2 separate regions of the Ovis aries genome follow, and region 1 is linked to region 2. Evidence: chromatin contacts called from public Hi-C data. All regions are on one chromosome and are shown on one strand. The core of a region is the stretch at or near the end of the contact, and the rest is flanking DNA. Distances in the headings are between cores, read along the strand shown. Region 1 has its middle 32 kb from the start of KIFC1. Region 2 holds the start of ZBTB22 (zinc finger and BTB domain containing 22).

Region 1 (4,634 bases), core at 1,434-3,933, 55 kb before region 2:
CGGAGCTCGCTCAAACTCATGTCCATTGAGTCGGTGATGCCATCCAACCATCTCATCCTCTGTCATCCCCTTCTCTTCCTGCCTTCAATCTTTCCCAGCATCAGGGTCTTTTCCAGTGAGTCAGTTCTAGAGCTGATAAAAATAAACAGTTTTTTTAAAAGAAAAGAAAACAGTTGGAAGGATATAACCAAAGACACAATTTAAGAAAATTTCCAGAACTGGTGGATGAGTTTCTAGAAAGACGAGGCCCAGTACATTAAACAAAATTGGTTCTAGAGTTATACTGGGCTTCCCAGGTGGTGCTAGTGGTGAAGTACCTGTTGCCAACGCAGAAGACATAAGAAACGTAGGTTCGATCCCTGGGCCGGGAAGATCCCTTGAAGGAGGGGATAGCAACCCACTCCAGTATTCTTGCCTGGAGAATCTCAGGGACAGGAGAGCCCTGGCAGGCTACCGTTCATGAGGTTGCAAAGAGCTGGAAATGACTGAGGCTACTTAGCATGCATGCAGAGCTATATCATTTTGAATTCACCACTGTGAAAAAAGAGATCTTAACAACTTCCAGAGAGGCTAAATCAGGTTTTTTTTTTTTTTGGCTGCACCACTCAGCACGCGGGATTCTAGTTTCCCTGCTGCTAAGTCGCTTCCGTCGTGTCTGACTCTGTGCGACCCCATAGACAGCAGCCCATCAGGCTCCCCCGTCCCTGGGATTCTCCAGGCAAGAACACGGGAGTGGGTTGCCATTTCCTTCTCCAATGCATGAAAGAGAAAAGTGAAAGTGAAGTCGCTCAGTTGTGTCCGACTCCTAGAGACCCCATGGACTGCAGCTTACCAGGCTCCTCCATCCATGGGATTTTCCAGGCAAGAGTACTGGAGTGGGGTGCCATCACCTTCTCTAGTTTCCCTACCAGGGATCAAAACTGCATCTACAGTGGGAACACAAAGTCTCAACCACTGGACCACCAAGCAAGTTCCCTATAACAGGTTTTACATGAAGTATCAAGAGCAAGAATGCCATCCAATGAAATCAAAAACACAGCAGAACAATGTCTCCCAATTTCTTAGGAAATTTTTTTCCAATCTAAGATTCAATACCAAACCAAACTATTAATTAGTTCATGAGGAGGATAAGTACACTTCCAGATGTACAAAGTCTCAAAGCATTTGCTTCTCGTGTATCTTTGCTCTGGAAACTTACAGGATGTGCTCCACCACAACTAGGAGATAAACAAAAAATAATTCTTGATATGCGTGAAACAGGAGATCGAACACAAGACGAGAGGAAGAGAATTCCCAGAAAGACAGTGAAAGGAGACTCCAAAGACCACAGCTGTTCAGCAGGCCATCTGGCAGCCAGTTCCCATAGGAGCTGGCCAGAGGCTTCAAGAGGAAATTTCATTCAGAAAATGTGATAGATGACTTGATGTGTTTGAACAAATCGAAGAGAAATACGTACTAGGAGATATTTGGAGGTTGAATTAATGGTAAGAATATAGAAACAATACACACAAAGGCAATTCTTAGGTCGAGGGGAAGGAGAGTTTATTTAGTGAGTAATGCGTGTGCACTCGTAATATGTTAATGATGAATATCCATTTAAGCAAAATGAACTATATAGTACTAACTCTGTGTGCTGACAGATGGTAACTAGACTTACCATGGTAATCACTTTGTAATGTATAAAACTATCAAATCACTATGTTCTATGCCTGAAACCAATATAATATATTGTATGTCAATTATAATTCAATAAATAGTTTTTAAAAATGAGCTATGTTGCAATTGAGAAGTGGATGGATGGGTGGGAGGAGGGATGTTTCCTAACCATTTGAATCTTTAGACTAAGTACATGAATAATTGATTAAAAAGGACAATGTTGATTAAAAATATAAAAGTATGAAATTGATACCAAAATTAACAGCTAAATGAAATAAGATTGGGACTTCTAAGCTGAAAATGAGGTACCAGTAGGGATCAGCAGTCTACTGATTTTTTTAAAAGTCTCATAAAATTATTTGACTTTGTTTTTCAGTTTCTTCACTGAAATTTTTAAAAAATTATTTATTTTCGGCTGTGCCACCCAGCATGTGGGATTCTGGTTCCCTGACCAGGGAGTGAACCTGTACCCTTTGCAGTGGAAGGGTGGAGTCTTAACCACTGGACCGCCAGGGAAGTCCCTGCAATTTTTTACTGAAGTATAACATGCTTTCCCAAAGTGTACATGTCATAAATATACAACGTGATTTTGATTTTGACACCTATTTTTGTACTGGTCTGTTGTTGTCAAGATGTATTGTGAATATTTTCTGTTACTTTATGAGTTACCTAATTTACTTTTAACTATGTTACACAAATAAAAACAAGACCAAAATTATATGTTTTGTACAAGAAACACATCAAATACAAAGCTATATTTAGGTTAAGGATGTAGAAAGATATACTATGAAACTCTGATCAGAAGAAAGCAGAAGGGCTATATTAATACGTGACAGATAAACTTCACAGTAAGGAATGTTACCCGGGATAAAGAGGAGTCAACTCATGAAGAACATAACAGTCCTAAATATTCACGCATTGAACACAGCTCCAAAATATGAATAGCAACACATACAGAACTGAAAATCAAAATAGACAAACCCACAGTTATAGCTGGAGGTTTCAACACTCCTGTCTCAGTAATCAATGAAACAGGTAGACCGAAGATCAGCAAAGATAAAAAGACCTGAACATGCTCAACAAACTTGACCTAATTGACATTTATAGAACATTCCACCAAACAGAAAAACAACATTCTTTCCAAGAGCACACAATGGGTTCAGCAAGATCAATCATAGTCTGGGCCATAAAACAGCCTCAGCAATTTTTAAATAACTGAAATCATAAAAATTATGTTCTCTGACCACAACTGAATTAAATTAGAACAGTGTCCGGAAAATCTTTCAAATATTTGCAAGTTAAACAACACGCTGCTAAATATTAACCCATGTATCAAAGAGGAAGTCACACAGGAAAGTAGAAAATATTTTGAATTGAATAAAAATAGAAACACAATATATCAAAATGTGTGGGGTATAGCCAAAGTGGTGCCTAAGTGGAAATTTAAGTATTAAACTAGAAAATAAGAAAAGCTTCAAATTATTAATCTATGTCCCTTAAGAGACCAAAAAAAAAAAAAAAAGAGAGTAAATTAAATTCAAAGTGAACTGAACAAGAGGGAAATAAGGAAGATTAGAGAGGAAATCAATAAAATTGAGAACAGAAACACAAATGAGAAAAATCAGTGATACCAAAAGCAATTTATTTGAAAAAACCATTAAAATCATATAAACCTATAAATAGACACATCAAGAAAAACCATGTTTAAAAATCTGTAGGAGCAGAAATCAAATCAGTGCTGGCCCCTGGCTTCATGTTACGGGAGGGGACTGACTGCAAAGGAGCGGGAGGAAATTCTGAGGGGTCTGGAAATGTTCTATATGTTGACTGTGGTAGTGTCTGTGATTGTACGCATTTATCAAAATACATGGAACTCTACACATAACAAGGGTGATTTTACTGCCTGTAAATTATATCTCAATGAACCTGAAGTAAAACAAAATGTAACAGTGCATTTTCGTATTTTACGTAGAAGGAGAATTTCATGAAATTTTTGTTTTGAATGCATGTGTATTCTGGATTGCAGTAAGAAAATGCTTTTTATCCCATCAATTGGAGTTAAAGAAGAAAAAGCAAGTCATTATCTGAGAACGGGCCAAGGTCCTCCCTGTCTTGGGACTTGACATGAGTCGGTCCCTCTGCCTGATCACTGAGATGGTTCGTTCTCCAGCTTCAAGGGAGCCTTTTCCAGGCCACTCTGTCACGAAACCCAATGCCTCTCTGCTCTCTGAAGCAATAATTCTCTCCTGCTGTTTATTTATTTTATATCATTTACTACAATCTGTGCTTATTATTTCTATAGCAGTACACTGAGTCTGTGGGCTTAGAGGTTGTAATCAGATAATAGCTTTATCCTTTGCCACCACTGTTCCTGAGAACCTGCCCTGTGGAGCTACTTCTTTTTCTGCCTCTGAACAACTCAGGAAGGCCACAGAACGTATCTACTCACTATCTCTATAAAAAGCCCTTCACACTTCATTTTAAATTACATTTCATCTCTAGGCCAGCTATCACTGGCATTGAGATAGGTGATATGTGGACCCCTGGGCTGGACAGCTGGTGTTTGTCAAGTGGAGTAAAATTCAAGCTTTGTTCTCACCCAGACACTCCAAGGACAAAGCTAGTGGCAAAAGCTGAAGTAAGGAGATTAGGTGCCCACCCCTGAGGTCAAGGAAAACTTCCCTGTCTGCACACGGGCAGGAAGGCTTCTTGAGAGTCAAAAGGGGCGAGGAGGGGGACCCACTCTATCATAGGTGTGGACATGCACCCACATGCTGCTGTGGTAGAATCCATCTTAGCAGAAAGTTGCACGCCCCTCTTGCGGAGGGCTCAAGGATAGAAACATGCAAAATTGGCCACATGTAAACAAAGACCACGGCTTCCCAGGTGGCTCAGTGGTAAAGAATTTGCCTGCCAATGCAGGAGATGAAGGAGACGGGGGTTCGATCCCTGGGTGGGGAAGATCCCCTGGAAAAGGG
Region 2 (4,827 bases), core at 828-3,327:
CGTCTTCCCGTGCGTCACTTCTCTCCACTCTGTTGGGCGCGAGCCCCCTCTTTGAGAGCCTTTCCTTCCTCTCACTCGGTGTCCTCTCAGCAGTTTTCTTTCCCCCAGTGCTTTTGCTACCAATCTGCTCTTTTCTTTTTTTCCAGAGAAGGATGGAGATAAGAGCCCCATGTCCCCACTACCGGTCTCCACTGAAAAGAACCTGGAACCTCATAAAGGGAACAGTGGGTCTCCAGAGGAGCAGCAAAACAAAAGAGCCACAGAGTCACCATCTTCACCGGCAGAAGAGCCCCCGGCCCCCTCCAGTGTAGTTGCTGAAAGCAGGCAAGAGCACCTCGAGGAGTTGCCGCTGGAGGAAGAGAGCCCTATGTCTCAGCTCTTCGAGCTAGAGATTGAAGCCTTGCCCCTGGATACGACCCCTTCCCCCGAGGAGCGGGACGTTTCCTCTTCCAAGAAAGCAGAGGACCTCCTTACCACTGTGCTGGAGAACGGGGCTGCGATGGTAACCTCCACTTCCTTCAATGGGGGCGTCTCTCCTCACACCTGGGGGGATTCCAGTCCCCCCCGCAAGAAGTCTCGGAAGGAGAAGCAAACAGAAGCCGGGCCGTTAGGAACGAGGTAACAGCAACAAGGAGAAAGAGGGAAGCCATGCAGGGGCTGAAGGGGCTTTCTGAGAGAAATACTGTAGAAAGGAGTCTGGGGAAAAACTGCACATTCCCCCTCCAGCCTCAGGCTCCACATACCTCCCCTCCCACGTGTGTTTCTGTCTCTAGCCATGTGGAAATGCAAGGGGCAGTGCAGAAGAACGGGCAGAAGACACGTACCCTGGCCAGCCCGCCTTCCCCTTTGGCTTCTATGGCTCCAGTTGCTGATTCCTCCACAAGGGTGGACTCTCCTAGCCATGGCTTGGTGACCAGCTCCCTCTGTAGCCCACTTCCAACCCGGTTGTCCCACACTCCCCAGTCACAACCCTCCAGGCCTGGTACATGCAAGGTAAGAGGGGGTGGCTGTGTTTCCTAACTTCATTCCCTTTCATTATTCATTTGGGGTTCTCTGTCTGAATGTTACACCCATTACCTCCTCCCTCTCTCTTTTTTCCCCACCCTAAGTTTTGATCTCTGATAAAGTCCTTCCCTGGCTTCTCCTCCACTATGTTCCAGACCTTTCTGACTCTTTGTCTCACTCCCCTGCAGATGAGTGTGGCCACACAGTGTGATCCCGAGGAGATCATCGTGCTCTCAGACTCTGATTAACCGCCTCCCCCTCCTCCCTGCCCCCAAAATGTTTGGGATGGTATTTGGAGGATGGTAGGAAGCACATGACTGAGGAAGGGATGGACTGAGCTAATCGCCTTATGGTGGTTTCTTTTTAAAAACAACAACAAAGCTTAAGTTTTACACAGAAACATTAATGAACAATAAAGTTCTTTTCTTATTGTATCCCTGTCTTTTCCTTGTCCCGCCCTCACCAGCTGGTGATTGGCACCAGCTGTTCTCTGGCTCAGGGTTAGCCGTTCTCCCGGGACAGCCCTGGATATGCCCTGTCCAGCTGCCTTCACGCCTCTTTGGAGTTTTTCTCATCCTCAGGCCTCCTTGCCCTCTGCAAGGTACTAAAACGTGCTTCAGCCTCCTGAATGCGCTTTTCTTTCCCACTTCGAGCGGTAGCAGTAAAAAAGCCAATCAGGGGCCGACTCAAGGTTATCTAGCCAATCCAGGAGCAGAGGTGGGGGGTGGGGCTTCAGGAGGACTGTCAGAAGCTGGGCGACCGGGGCGGTTAGACATCGTAAACGCGCTAATGGCCACAGCTCAGGGGCGGAGCCCAAGCAGCGAAGGCCTAGACCCATGGCCAATAGGAAGAGGCAGGCTTACCAAATTAAAGGGGAATGAGAGCTTCGGCAGACCCGAGTCCTGAGTCCTTAGCGGCGTACGAAACGTGGTACCTTTAAGGTGGAATGAAACAGCTGTTTTTTAAAGGAGAAGTGGCCGAGTCGGCCGAGTATTGCCCAGCGGCTCGGGCGGGGTGCCCGCCTGTGCCTTTAAAGCCTGAGGGGCGGGAGGCGGAGCGGAGGCGGAGGGCGGAGGGAGTCGGCGCAAGATGGCGGCGGGAGGGGCCCAGGCTGCGGCTCTGGCCGCCGAGTGAGGGGCGGGGGGGGCCCGGGGGCGCGCGGCCCGGTAAGCGGGGACGCGCGGGGTTGGGGGGCGCCTTCCGGGTGGGAGAGGAGGTCGAAGTACCGCTTGGGGCGGAGCAGAGGGGGGCGGGGTCCTATGTGGGCGGGGGTACTCAGGGGCGGAGCCAAAAGGCCATGGGGCGGGTCGTGAGATGGGCGATTAGGGATAACTGGGGGCAAGGGGCGTGGCTAGCCAGGGGCACGGCCTAAAGGGAAATGGTTTTCGATGCCAGAACCGACCTGTCCCCCCAACCCAAGAAAAGTGTACAAAACCCCAGTAAGGTAAATTTTATTAAGTTGGGGTCTCAGGCAAATGGGAATTTCTGAGGGGAGGCACCCCATTCCCCAGGAGTACCTTATTTCTCTAACCTCCAAAGAGCACTGGATTTGGAGTTAGGACTCCTGCGTTTGTGGGTGCTGCCACTTAGTGGTGTGACCTTGGATAATCTCTTAATCTTTCTGAGCCTCAGTTTTGTCATCTGTCAAATGGGGTTGAGAGGAGTGCCTACCTTATAGTGTCCTTGTAGGGGGTTACCCAGATAATAAATGTGAATGTGTTTTTAAACTGTAAAGGGCTGTGTTATTATGAGATGTTATCATTCGTCTCTCTTTTTCTTTCCAGAGACCCCCCCGGCCGCCCTCCTCCTTCCCTTGTTCCTGTGGCTGGGGGGGGTACCCCTTCCCTCCACACCATGGAGCCATCTCCTCTGTCTCCCAGCGGGGCAGCACTCCCCCTGCCTCTATCACTGGCCCCGCCACCACTGCCCCTGCCTGCAGCGGCGGTGGTACATGTGTCCTTCCCAGAGGTGACCAGTGCCCTCCTGGAGTCTCTCAATCAGCAGCGGCTGCAGGGCCAGCTCTGTGACGTGTCCATCCGGGTGCAGGGACGGGAGTTCCGGGCTCATCGTGCTGTCCTGGCTGCCTCTTCCCCTTACTTCCACGACCAGGTCCTACTCAAGGGCATGACTTCCATCTCGCTGCCCAGCGTCATGGACCCAGGAGCCTTTGAGACTGTCTTGGCTTCAGCTTACACTGGCCGCCTCAGCATGGCCGCTGCTGACATTGTTAACTTCCTCACAGTGGGGTCCGTGCTCCAAATGTGGCACATCGTGGATAAGTGCACTGAACTCCTCCGAGAGGGCCGGGCCTCAGCCACCACCACCACCGTCACAACTGCTGCAGCCACGTCGGTCACTGTCCCCGGTGCTGGGGTGCCTTCCGGGAGTGGGGGCACGGTGGCCCCTGCCACTGTGAGCTCCGTGCGCTCCCATGCCTCGAGCCGGGCCAGTGAGAATCAATCCCCCAGCAGCAGCAACTACTTCAGCCCCCGGGAGTCCACTGATTTCTCATCTTCCTCCCAGGAGGCCTTTGCAGCTTCTGCAGTGGGCAGTGGGGAGCGCCGCACAGGCGGCCCTGTCTTCCCTGCCCCTGTGGTTGGCAGTGGGGGTGCTACCTCTGGCAAGCTGCTGCTGGAGGCAGATGAGCTGTGTGATGACGGTGGGGATGGGAGGGGTGCGGTGGTCCCTGGGGCTGGGCTCCGCCGGCCCACCTATGCACCCCCCAGCATTGTGCCACAGAAACACTGGGTATATGTGAAGCGGGGTGGAAACTGCCCAGCATCGGCACCCCTGGCTCCACAAGACCCAGACCTGGAAGAGGATGAGGAGGAGGAAGACTTGGTGTTGACCTGTGAGGATGACGAAGATGAAGAGCTGGGGGGTGGCTCCAGGGTTTCAGCAGGGGGAGGACCGGAGGCTACCCTTAGCATAAGTGATGTCCGGACCCTGTCTGAGCCTCCGGACAAGGGAGAGGAGCAGGTCAATTTCTGTGAGTCCTCCAATGACTTTGGTCCCTATGAAGGTGGGGGTCCTGGGGCAGGGCTTGATGATTCAGGGGGACCAACCCCTTCATCCTATGCTCCAGCACACCCTCCAAGGCCCCTGCTCCCACTGGACATGCAGGGCAACCAGATCCTAGTCTTCCCATCCTCTTCATCCTCCTCCTCCTCACAGCCGCCAGGGAGCCAAGCTGAACACGGGGCGGTGACCCTGGGGGGCACACCAGCAGGGGCCCTGGGCGGGCCAGGTGGTACCGGCGGGACCCCTGGAGGGACAGGCAGTGGGGATGGAAATAAGATCTTTTTGTGCCACTGCGGAAAAGCCTTCTCCCACAAGAGCATGCGAGATCGCCATGTGAACATGCACCTCAACCTGCGGCCCTTTGACTGCCCCGTGTGCAACAAAAAGTTCAAGATGAAGCACCACCTGACGGAGCACATGAAGACGCACACGGGTCTCAAGCCCTACGAGTGCAGTGTCTGCGCCAAGAAGTTCATGTGGCGAGACAGCTTCATGCGCCACCGGGGACACTGTGAGCGCCGGCACCACTTAGGCGGCGGGGGCGGGGCTGGACCGGGCCCCGGGGGCGGGCCCAGCGGAGCGGCCTTGCAGCCCAAGAGAGAGTCCCCCGGCGGCGGCGGCGGCGGGGGCAGCGGCGATGAGACGAGTGGGGCCACGCCCCCGTCCAGCCGATGCGTCTGGTCCCCGCTCAGTGTCCACAAGGTGGAAATGGGCTTCAGTGGGGGCGGCGGAGCAAACTGAAGGGGCGGCCCACCGGGGTAGCTTTCCGGGAAGAGAGATTAGGTATCACGAGTCTGGGGC

What was found. A called contact is a pair of places that touch in the nucleus more often than the background predicts.
Region 1: a Hi-C map of liver shows a contact between it and region 2, with 4 times the contacts expected there. The contact joins the enhancer-like site here to the promoter of ZBTB22 in region 2. A contact is called at or near these places in 4 of 16 Hi-C or Micro-C datasets (blood, hypothalamus, liver and 1 more).

What each region holds. Positions count from the first base shown.
Region 1 is chr20:7,692,995-7,697,628 of ARS-UI_Ramb_v3.0, reverse strand. No RefSeq gene overlaps it. Among named protein-coding and RNA genes, the nearest start is that of KIFC1, 32 kb to the left of the region's middle. Within about 2 kb of position 2,683, at least 1 of the 54 cell types and tissues checked has an H3K27ac peak or open chromatin away from gene starts, as enhancers often do. A contact at or near this core is called in liver, where this site is marked.
Region 2 is chr20:7,637,276-7,642,102 of ARS-UI_Ramb_v3.0, reverse strand. ZBTB22 (zinc finger and BTB domain containing 22) reads left to right here and starts at 2,077. Exons shown (of 2, transcript XM_042236902.2): 1 at 2,077-2,171; 2 at 2,790-4,827. The coding sequence starts at 2,860. The coding sequence ends at 4,767. It overlaps DAXX (death domain associated protein), which reads left to right. Exons shown (of 8, transcript XM_060403085.1): 6 at 147-618; 7 at 774-993; 8 at 1,194-1,439. The coding sequence ends at 1,253.